2 separate regions of the Mus musculus genome follow, and region 2 is linked to region 1. Evidence: chromatin contacts called from public Hi-C data. All regions are on one chromosome and are shown on one strand. The core of a region is the stretch at or near the end of the contact, and the rest is flanking DNA. Distances in the headings are between cores, read along the strand shown.

Region 1 (5,833 bases), core at 717-3,216:
TTTATTCCCGTTCCCCACCCCCTGCCTACTATTTGCACACAGGCTCTCTTTATTTGAAGAGAAGGCAGGAAGACCAAGATAGGACTGTAAATGAATGGTTCCCACAGCTCATCGACACAGAACCAGCAGCTCTTTGAAACATTTGGAAAGGCAAATATTCTTGGGCCCTAACCTAGACCCAAAATAAGATGCTCGAACAGTGGGGCCAACATTCTCTGTGTAAGCAAACCCTCCAAATGATTGAAGTGTGTTACAGAACTTAGAGTCTGTGATTACTAACAGGAAACTGAGGTCTGAGCTGAATGGTCATCCTCCAGCAACATTCCCAGTGAAGAGGTAGACATGCATGGTAGGTGACACCAAATGTGAGGACTTTGCTTGGAACTCCTCTGAGATACAAGCCACTCACTTGCAATCACCCTAATTAGTCCACCTCAATTATACCCCCTTTTCTTATTAAAAAGGACAAAGTTGCACAAATTATGATACTCTCTGATAAATTCTACCTCCAGACAGAGAAGAAGGCACGGGGATCTGCACTGATCAGAGGAGACCATTCCCACCCTAGCTCAGAAGTCCCCAAGAGCATGGCGACTTTGACACTGTTTTCTTTCACTCCTTAGCACCAGGCCACCAGGCTCTTCCCTTTCTGAGGTTAGTAGGGAAGCTGATGAGTAGGGACTTCTTGGTGGTCAGTTAAAGGAAGGAAGTGAATGCTAGAAGTCTCCTCCGAAGCCAATCGTGGATGAGAACAAGAGCCACAGACCCAAGGAGGAAGAAAACAGTCCAAATTCCTTGTATTCTGAGAATAGAGGGGCCCCAGAGACTGCAAAGAGTCCTCAGGGACCCCAGCTCTCTCATACTTGTAATTACTTGTCCAGGTCACTACAGAACGCTAGGCCCCGCCTTTTCCATCATCTCAGATATTAATTATCTTCGTTCCTTTTTGGGCCTTTAGGGTTTTTTGTTTGTTTGTTTTATGTATGTGAATACACTGCAGCTGTCTTCAGACACACCCGAAGAGAGTATCAGATCCCATTACAGATGGCTGTGAGCCACCTTTGGGTACTGGGAATTGAACTCAGGACCTCAGGAAGAGCAGTGCTCTTAATTGCTGAGCCATCTCTCCAGCCCAGGCCTTTTGTCTTAAAAAAAAAAAAAAAACTAACTCCCTTCTTCCAGCAGAATTGTGCCTATCGGAGTCATACAACGACTGTCCTCTCTCTCTCTCTCTCCTCTCTCTCTCTCTCTCTCTCATATCTCTTTCTCCCCCCTCTCTCTCATATCTCTCTCTCATCTCTCTCTCTCTCCTCTCTCTCTCCTCTCTCTCTCTCCTCTCTCCTCTCTCTCTCTCTCCTCTCTCCCTCCCTCTCTCTCTCTCTCTCTCTCTCTCTCTCTCTCTCTCTCTCTCTCTCTCTCTCTCTCTCTCCCTCTGTTTTTCGAGACAGGGTTTCTCGTATAGCCCTGGCTGTCCTGGAACTTACTATGTAGACCAGGCTGGCCTTGAACTCAGAAATCCACCTGCCTCTGCCTCCCAAGTGCTGGGATTAAAGGCATGCACCACCACTGCCCAGGCTGTCACATCTCTTGACATAGCAGTTCAGCCATTCCAGGGTGGCCATGGGAGACGGCAAGATCTTAAATAATGGTTTGAATAAAATACTCCCAGTAATTATTCTAAAGATAGTAATGTCATGATCGCAAATGTTTATTGGTCTCCTATGACAGGCTAGGGCCTGCTGTAAACACTTCAACTATGTTAAGTCATTTAGTTTTGCAGCTATTATTTATTTTATAAGGAACAACTGCTACCACTTGCTCAACTAAAGAAGATCCCTTTTTTTTTTTAAGTTAAATCCACAATGTTCTGTCCTCCCAGCAGGTTATCAGTCCTGGAGATAAGGCCACGCCTCCAAATCTCCGCCAAAACAGAAGTTGTTTGTCCCTCCCTTTTTGTGGGAGGGGCATGGAGCAGTGTTTGTGGGCGTTTCCTTGTATGGAAATGAGATCGACACACAATGCTGCTCTCTATTGAACCCACATGGTGGAAAACAATTTCTTCTTGAGGTACACTTTCACCTACTGGCCCTGTACTACCGTCCCACTCCTCTCTAAAATTCCTTAAACCCTCTATTGTGTGTCGCCTCTTTGACCCCCAAGCCCCCAACCCTCGAAACTATGCGCTTCTCTGATTCCCGGAAGCTGTGCATCCCTTGTCTGACACCCAGGAAGCCGTGTATCCCTTCTCTGATCCCCGGAAGCTGTGCATACTGACCTCCACACACTACATCTGAATCTCACTTGTTGAGGTTACTTTTGAATTTGTCCTGGTCTTTAAGGTCTGGTCAGAATGTTCTATTATATTTGTAATTCTGCTTGCTGATTAGCTGATGAGCTTAAAGATTCTAATCTGAGCAGAAAGTCTGACATCATTTTATAGGAATCAGTTTATAAACTTTATTTAAGACGTGGCAGACACATAAATTTAGCAGCCACAGAGTCACGAGAGTGCATTACAAAGAAGCTATTAGCTCTCTCTGAGAGATAATATTTATAAATGGTATATAATTACGATCCCAAGCCTCAGGACTTCCAAAGACAGAAGCAATAAAGTTAATGAAGTAACGAATTTCCTGTTTGATCTCCGGGGAGGAAGGGTTCTCAGGGAAACCTGGAGCAGGAAGGAAGATTAAGAAAGCAATAAGGTGAGGCTCCTTCACAGCGTGGGTATGTTCCAGACTGTTCTATGAGAACAGAGAGTGTCGCCAGAGGGGAAGAATGTAGCCCCCAAGGAGGGGGGATTTTGAAAAGCATTTTCCAACCTGATAAAAACGTTCTCGTGGGAACGTCTTCTCCACAGATGTTTTCCCAAAAGATGCTTTCTCTCATTTTTTCCCAGATAACTGGATATTTAAAAATTAATAATAACAACTCCTACCAACTAGATAATACGTAGCCTTTATCCTTGACTTGGAAACTTGGGTCAGGAAGCTTTACCGAGCAGTTGCTGTGAGCAACATATTTTATTTGGTACTTTTGAGAGATAGCCAGATGGATAACTTTCTCCTTATCCTGAAAAGGCATAAGGCCAGGATGAAAGGGAAGACACATTCTAAAGGAATTATGAATATCAGTTATTGCTGCATCAGGCGTTGTTCTTCCTGCTTTTGATACAGAAACTTATTTTTGTTGCCATGGCTACCCTGCAAGAAGCCATGGTTTTCATTTTATGGGAAAGGAAACTAAAGTCGGGTGGCTTTACATAGCATCTTTGATGCCACATAGCTATAAACAAACAGTAAATTGTATCTGCAGGAGCTGAACCGTTTGCCTTAACGTCACAGAGCGAGTCCACCATCTGAGAGTCTGGGCTGGAGTTAGTCGAAGGCCCCAGATTGTCAACACAGGCTCTCTTTCTTGTGAAACTATAGTCTTTTGGGGTTGTTGCTCCCTGTTTCCGTTCTTTTATGAGACCAGGAGTTGAAGTTCCATGCAAGACGTAACACTTGCTGACTCAAAGAAAGCAATCAACTTGAAGCCTAGTGTTGTTTTCCTACAGAGCACTGAAAATACCCATTGAAAAGTTTTATGAAATCAAATGAAGAGTCGTTTGTACAGATAATAGTGTTTTGAAGGGCTTTTCTGGCCAGAGCCAGGGCAAACATGCAGCTTTGATCGACTTTATAAGGCTTCTGTGTGAAGGGTTTTTGGGTTTTGTTTTCTTCACTTCTTCACTTTTTGTACCAATGAGGTTGTGCCTCAGGCCGCACACATGCTGGACCAGCACGTTACCCCTGAGCCAAATCCACACCCAGATCCTGTGTTACTTCCAGTTTGAACTAGTATGTCAGAGAACTGTCTAGGTTGACTTTGACATTGTGATCCTCCTGCCTCAGCTTCTCAAGTAGCTCGGATAATGGGCCCGAGGCTCATTCTTTTAATGAGTGCTCCCTTGTCTACAATGCAGGCTTCACTTTAACAGATATCGACTCCAGGAATATTGACTTACATGCACAAAATGTCTAAAGCATCGTAATAGAAACTCGTGAGCTAGAGAGATGGCTCAGCAGTTAAGAGCACTGACTGCTTGCTCTCCCAGAGGTCCTGAGTTCAATTCCCAGCAACCATATGGTGGCTCACAACCGTCAGTAATGGGAACTGATGCCCTCTTCTGGTGTGTCTGAAGACAGCTACAGTGTACTCACAAACATAAAATAAATAAATAGATAAATCTTTTTTTTTTTTTACAAAAAGAGAAACTCCTGAGATAATTTATAAAGCATCTTATAAGCGTGTTACATGACCAGTAGAGACAAGCAGAGCAGAGGCCAGTTAACCTGGCCCTGCAAAGAATGTAAAACAGAAAAAGCACAGAGCCTCTCGCCAATGCTTTCCGCCCTGCTCTCTCTACTGCGCGCTTTCTCCTCAGATGCTGGGCCAGCACTCCTGTCCCCCTCCCTGCGCCCCGCCCCCTCCCCCAGACACTTGCAGTATCTCACTCTGGTACTTTTCTTGGAACCTATTGAAATTTCCCTCTTTAAACCCAATGCATTTTTGAGTGTTCAGTGGGAGAGCACGTGAGCCGTCTGTGACCGTGGATGTATTCATTTCCCTAGAAGCCAGTAACAGCACCACATGTTGAGTGGTCAGAAGCAAAAGAACTCTGTGAGTTCCCTGGAAATGCAGGAAGCTAAAAGCCCAGCATCAATGAGATGGCAGGGCTGTGCTTCGCCAGAGAGCTCCAGAGGAAGGCTCTGGTGGCTTCTGGCAAACCTTGGCATCTGTGCTTTCAACAGCAGTGACTGTCACAGTTGTCACATAGCATCATCAGCTAGGACTCCTTTTTGCCTAAATATCTGTCTTAGTTGGGGTTTTACTGCTGTGAACAGGCACCATGACCAAGGCAAGTCTTATAAGGATAACATTTAACTGGGGCTGGCTTACAGGTTCAGAGGTTCAGTCCATTATCATCAAGGTGGGACCATGGCAGCATCCAGGCAGGCATGGCGTAGGAGGAGCTGAGAGTTCTCCATCATCATCTGGAGGCTGCTAGGAGAAATCTGACTTCTGGGCAGTTAGGACTAGGGTATTAAAGGCCAATCCCACCGTGACACACCTACTCCAGCAAGGTCACACCTCCAAATAGTGCCACTCCCTGGGCCAAGCATATACAGACCATCACAATATCCCTTGCTCTTCTCTTACAAACATACTAGTCTGGAGCAGAGGAGAGAGCTGCCCTGCACACACAAGATGCTGAACTTGGTATTCAAAAGTCTTATAAAAAGACAGTTGTAGCTACACACGTGTCAGGACAGATCTTGGGAGGCAGAGAGAGGTGGATCCCTTTCTGGCCAGCCAGTCTAACCTGCTTGCCAGCTGCAGACACCAGGTAGAGACTGTCTCTATAAACAAAGTCGATAGAGCCTGAGAAATGTCTCGGACAGCCAGTCTTTGTCCTCCAAATGCATGCACTTATGTATGTACAGACACCCTTAGTACACACAGAGCACACATACACAGACAGACAGACAGACAGAGAATCATTGATTGGATTTAAGCCCTCTCTACCTCTCTAGTTTGTTATGATTTCATTTTAACATTGACTCTGCAAGATTAGACTTTGAAATGAGGTCATACTCTGAGTTTGGTAATAGACATGAATTTGAAGAACACTCTTCAACTCAGTACAGCAGGTTGATAATAAAAGGCAGGAAAGAATGTCTAATCATCTTAAATGTTGCTTCATTTTGAGACGGGTTTCACAATTCCATCTCTCCCAACCCCCTGATAAAGTTTTAACTCCCGTTGGTGGCTAGGAAGTATTCAATGA
Region 2 (5,789 bases), core at 2,994-5,493, 110 kb after region 1:
TTCAAATGTGACAGTCACTAATAGTCACACAGGTCAAATAATTAACCTCCAGCTAATTATACTGTCTTATGAACCACCAAGTTGTATGGAAGGCCAGGCTGGTCTACTGTGAAACCATTGTACAAGGTCCAGTATGGCCCTTCCCATTGGCGTTAGAACCTTATAATATAAGATGAACCTCTTTCTCTGAGGTGCAGAGCAAGGGCCCCATTGAGCTGGGCCACACAAGCTGGGAGCAGGGAGAAGGATGGGTGTTGAATTCCTGAGCAGACAGCCTCCCATCCCTGTTTACTTTAAGGATCTGGCCTGGGCTTTGGCAAGAAGTCTGAACACAGGCAGATGAACTTGGCGGAAAATAACTGAAGCATCCTACATGAGTGACCCTCTGCTTTAGTTTAATTTTTATTTGGGTTTTCTTCAAATATTTTTAAATAGAAAAAAACTTATCTCCCTTAGATCTGTCCTTCTCATAGTGGTCTGCAGGTCCTGTGTAAAAGTGAGTTACTGAAACTTAGAACTGCTCCCCCTTTCCTCCCTCCCTTCCTCGCTATCTTTCCCCTCCCCTTCCTTTCTTCCCTCCCTATCCTTTCTCCTCTTCTTTCCTTGCCTTTCCTTGTTTTAAAGCTATATTTATTTCAACTAAGCTGGCATTTAATAATGGATCTTATTTAGAAAAACAACCTAAAAAAACAAACAAAACAAAGCTTCACTGTGTCTCTGTAAACTTTGAATGAAACTTATACAGCTTATATTTAACAAGACAGTTTGCTTGGGTTGAATTCATAGAATTACATGATCCACTCTCTAATGCCATAAATTCAAGTGATTAAAATCTGTGCTAATAGTGAGCATAATTCCTATTGTTAAAAAAAAACTTGTTTTCAGAAAAAAATATATAATGTTCTCTCACAAAAATGTGTACCTTTACAAGCCAAGAGATGGAAAACCACAGAACAATCTTTAGTCAATTTGGGTTGAAACAATTTAAATAACGACAGAGGAAGTGGGACTATTTTTAACCACTGTAATTCTGCAAACTTATTTTTAAAAAGAGTGATGACATACATTAAGTCCCTTTTATACTAATAAATGTCAAGAAAATCTGAAATTTTGGTTTAAGAGACATTCTGAGAAAGACGATGGGTCAGGGGGTAAAGGAACTTGCTCCCAAGGCTAATGAACTGAGTTTCCTCACAGGCTCCACATAATGGAAGGAGAGAACTGGTGTCTAAGGGTGGCCTTCCGACCTTGTGTGCTGTGGCATACACACATGCACACATACAAAATAAAGAAGTGTGAAGTAAAATAACATACAGGCAACACATATATATATATATATATATGAGGCTGTTCACCAGTCCAAAATGAAGCAGAAAACAGTAAAGATTGACATGCAAAAGGCGGCAGGGGTGGGATATAAGATTGATTGACACTCTACCTGAGCCTCTTCCAGCCATGATAAAACTGCCTGGAATATCCCCTTATCTCAGGAACCTGGGAGAGTTGAAAATCAAAACATCACTGGGAACTTCACTCCATCCCTTCTCTCCCTTCTTGCTCTCTTGGAGCCTGGCCACAGCTGAGGAGGTGGGACACATCTCCACTTCCCTCCGCACCTCCTCCTTAATGAACTACACTGGGGGGGGGGGGTGTTCGGGTGCTCTGATCGGGAATCTCTTTGTGAACCCAAAAGGTCCTGTTCCCCAATTGATGCTTGATCGATCATTAAAGATGCTAGCGGACAAGGAGTTGGGCGGAAGAGGCTGAACTTCCAGCCTCGCCCCCCCCCAACCCCCGCCGCCCCCAGGAGGCAGGCTAACAGACACAGGAGGGAGAGCCAACAGCCATGTGAGAACTCAGGTGGAGCGGCCATTGGCCTCTTCCCTGACGGGACCTGGGGTAGCAGGCAGGAGATTAGAAGAGCAACAAAGCTGAAGGCAGATTTAGGGTGCTGAGCTGGGACTAAAGGTAACTGATCAATCAAAGTTGAGGGCAGAGTTAGAAGTACTGAGCTGGGAGTGAAAAGAAGGGTGTGGCAGCCAGGGGAGGCTTCCCGGCCATTGAGCTAAAGCATATAAAAAATAAGCTTGTGTGCCCGTGTGTGTGCCCGTGCCCGTGTGTGCCCGTGTGTGTGTGTGTGTGTGCCCGTGTGTGTGTGTGTGTGTGTGTGCCCGTGTATGTGTGTGCCCGTGTGTGTGCCCATGTGTATGTGTGTGCCCGTGTGTGTGCCCGTGTGTGTGTGTGCGTGTTGTGTGTGTTGTGTGTGTGTGTGTCCGTGTGTGTGTGTGTGTGCGCGTGTGTGGATGTGTGTGTGTGTGTGTTGTGTGTTTCATCCTCAGATCTGAGGGAACCTGGGTGGGGCTGGTAGTGCAGTCTGCCCAGAGCCTCAAGCGGGGTAGTAGGAACTACACACTACACTATACCCTTTCCTGCCATCGTTCATGCATCGGTACAATTCTAGTGTCCTGAAGAGGCACTAGAACTAGGAAACTGCTGTGTCTGCTTTCTAGATTCATATCTGTACCCAAAACCAAAGAAAGGAAGGAAGACAAGAAGGGAGGAAAGAAGGAAGGAAGGAAGGAAGGAAGGAAGGAAGGAAGGAAGGAAGGAAGGAAGGAAGGAAGGAAGGAAGAGAAAGAGGAGCAACATTTGGTTTGGTGGCACTCACCACTGAGCAAGACTATTACTCCAGGCAGATGAACGACATCTGAGATCCAAGTGCCTCCAAAACAAGCCCATATGAGTCCATGACTTACTATGCCGCTTAAGAAAGAGAGGCCGCGGAGCTGCTGTCCACTTGGGAGAAATGGGTGCTCACTAAAGCTAATGCTCTGACCAGTTCTGTGAGGTCCAAAGCCACAGGGATTGGACAGCGCACCCCGTGAGGCCTGATGACTGACAGCCATCGGCATGAATGAGCTAGATGCTGCAGCTCCTGTGTTAGCTGTCTATCGAGCAGAGATTCGGAACACCAGCTCTTCGTACAGTGGTTCATTAGCAATCTTCATCTATTTCGGTTTTATTAAGATAGGGCCTCATTCTGAAACCCAGGCTATCCTTCATCATACTCTATGGTTCAGGCTGGCCTTGAACTTCTGACCGCCAAGTGCTGGAATTATGTGCACTGCAATGATTACTGTTTAATTGGTAATGCTAGTCTCAATAATGACTGTGATAGGGGCAATGAGCTACATCCCCAGGGCATTTTCAGAGTCTTTTAAGTTATTTATTTCTATAATTTATCTTCAGACAGCGTCTTGCTATGTAGCTGCCCAGCCCCAAACTCACAATCCTCCTTCCTCTGCTTCCAATTCGATAGCACCCCAAAGCCGGATTAATAAATATTATCTAATAAAATACTTGTAAAAGAGAGTGTGCATGCAAATGTATATTAATGCCATCTGAGAGAGGCCTGCAGACCTCCACCATGCCCTTTTGGTGCCCGTGTCAGGCATTATTAGTCGATCATGGAAACCTTTCCTCTGAGTTTTTCTGACGGCCTTAGGGACATTGCATGTTCTCCCTCTCTCGGAGTAAACGGAGGACTCTGAATCCCAGTCTGGAAATTCCTCATCCAAGAAGTCACAGGTACGAGGCAGGAAGGTCAGACGTAAAATCCAGTCAGGCTGTGTGTGACCTATGTGATAAGGATCTGGTAAGCTATGCTTACTACTGTCACACAAACAAATCCTGGTTGAATAGGGACCAAAGACGTTGAACAAGCTCTGGCAGGGATTGTGGGGAGAGATTGGTCATGGATGGAGATAAGGGGCCCCGCTGAGGTAAGGGTTTGACATTACTAAGTAGCTTCTATTGTTAGCATTCTGATTATAACATTCCTAATTTGAGACAGGAAATTCATAAATGCAATGCTCTCATTGGATTTTTAAAAATCAGACAATGCAGCTGTACAGATAGGTAAATTAGATCAGCCCATTAAATTCTGTAGCAGCGTTCATTCCAAGGAAGTAGTCTGAGCCGTTGGCGACATCCCAGATCAGTCCTCGATCTGGTACGACGGGCTTCATCTCCCTCCTTCTACACTGTCAACATTTCCTATGAAAATCACTTCATCTCACAGTGGAAAACTAACTTTAAAAATAAAATGAAGAGAAAACAAAACATAATCTCTGGAAGGCAATAAGAACCACATGCCTCTTAAATGAAAAACATTCTCTTTCTCCTTTGTTCCTCATAAGCAGTTTGCCAGAGATGCAGCCCGCAGCTTTGAGCCATTTACAAAAACATAACGAAGGCTGATGCTTGCACGCAACGGCTAAATTGCGCCCACAGTGACCAGGAGGCCACTCTAAGGCCTCCACTTCGGTTGACTTTACCGTAGACGCTCCTCCCTGACCACAAACCAGTGATGTTTGTGGTAAGCCATCTTGTCACAGAAACTTCTAGGCTCCTGAGAAGGGAAGAAGATTAAGGAGAGAGAGCTACATGGTAGCAAGAGTCACAAATACTACAGAGAAAACAAATGCCCCTAAATTGAGGGGTGTCAGCTAAGCCTTCCATCTATCCACCAGAGGGCACCACCAGAATGCACGAAGCTTTCTGAAGAGGTGTTGAAAGCCCTCCCCACCTTGCAAAGAAAGCAAGTTCGGTGCCATCAGAATGCCCCCACCCCATTATGCCGGTCTGTCCTGTAGAAGTCAGGTAAGATGTGTATTCCTTTTATAGGAGATTGATGAACTGTCTGCTACCCTTATTGCTAAGGTCCTCTCTAATTGCCAAAATCGTTTGATTGTAAAAGCTGTGCTTTGACAATAAATGCCAAGTGTGTCCTCTGTACAAAGTTCTGACTTGTCCCACAACAGTTTAAATGAACAATAAATAGCGTCTCCTTGTCTGCACTCTGCAGATTAATAAAGGTCTTCAGAGATAATTACAAAATACATGCAACCACTGTGGAATTATAAAACACAGAAGACACGGCCTGGTTTGTCCTGCACTGTTAAATTCCACTGCTCTTCACGGCAAGAAGGGTGGCTACTGTCCTTTTGGCAACCAAAGAGATCCTTTAGCCTCATCTTTGGCTTTTGTTAAAAGACAGAGAGACGACCTAATCTTTATAAACAAAAGAAAACAGGAAGGTTCTGGTGGGAAAAAAAAACCACACCAAATTTCACAAGGACAAAGCAGAGAATGATAGTCCCTTGGATGGAAAGCGCAGAGGCCAGGCAACTAGAGAAGGCAGACAGGGAAGCAGAGACGATTAGCCAAGGTGCAACGATGTTGAGGTTATATTACTAAGAAGCCTAACCTTCAGCACCTCTGCCTGCCCCAGGGTGACTCACGTGCTTCTAAATGTATCGGTGTGCCTGCTTCGGATACTGTCTGTTATTTCTGCTCCCTCTTCCAAGGCATGTAGGCTGTCTCTGAAGTTACTGTGCACAGTGCTCTCTCCCCTCCAAACTCAAAAGCCCAGAGAAAGTTCAGGTGGAAAGCTCCTGCTCTGGACAGCGTAGGCACCTCACAATGGAGGAATTATTACTTTATGCTCCTTGATCTAGGTCAGATACAGGCGAGAGACTGCTAGAAGGACAGAGGCCGTGTGTGACACTGTGCCCTTCTGTGATACTGTGGCCAAGTTATCATATCAGCCTGTCTTAGAAAAGGTATAATGACTTGAACTGGGGAAGCCAAATCCAGGTGGGGCTCCTGCCTCATGGTTCCCTGTTACTTGGAATAGACATCTGCCAAAATCAAACCTTTTTTTTAAATTGACTTTGTATATAGTATTTGAAGTTTAACAGAGCTGTTTTTGATTAGAACCAGAGCCA

What was found. Hi-C and Micro-C count contacts between places; a contact is called where the count stands out from the background.
Region 2: a Hi-C map of uterus shows a contact between it and region 1, with 3 times the contacts expected there. The contact joins two enhancer-like sites. A contact is called at or near these places in 7 of 484 Hi-C or Micro-C datasets (the C3H10T1/2 cell line, myocytes, tail fibroblasts and 2 more) and 2 of 115 datasets of contacts at active chromatin or transcription factors (both in embryonic stem cells).

What each region holds. Positions count from the first base shown.
Region 1 is chr6:136,988,050-136,993,882 of GRCm38.p6, forward strand. No RefSeq gene overlaps it. Among named protein-coding and RNA genes, the nearest start is that of Gm30055, 10 kb to the left of the region's middle. Within about 2 kb of position 1,967, at least 30 of the 459 cell types and tissues checked have an H3K27ac peak or open chromatin away from gene starts, as enhancers often do. A contact at or near this core is called in uterus, where this site is marked.
Region 2 is chr6:137,094,433-137,100,221 of GRCm38.p6, forward strand. All of the region lies in intron 2 of Rerg (RAS-like, estrogen-regulated, growth-inhibitor), which reads right to left. Among named protein-coding and RNA genes, the nearest start is that of Gm52923, 15 kb to the right of the region's middle. Within about 2 kb of position 4,244, at least 17 of the 459 cell types and tissues checked have an H3K27ac peak or open chromatin away from gene starts, as enhancers often do. A contact at or near this core is called in uterus, where this site is marked.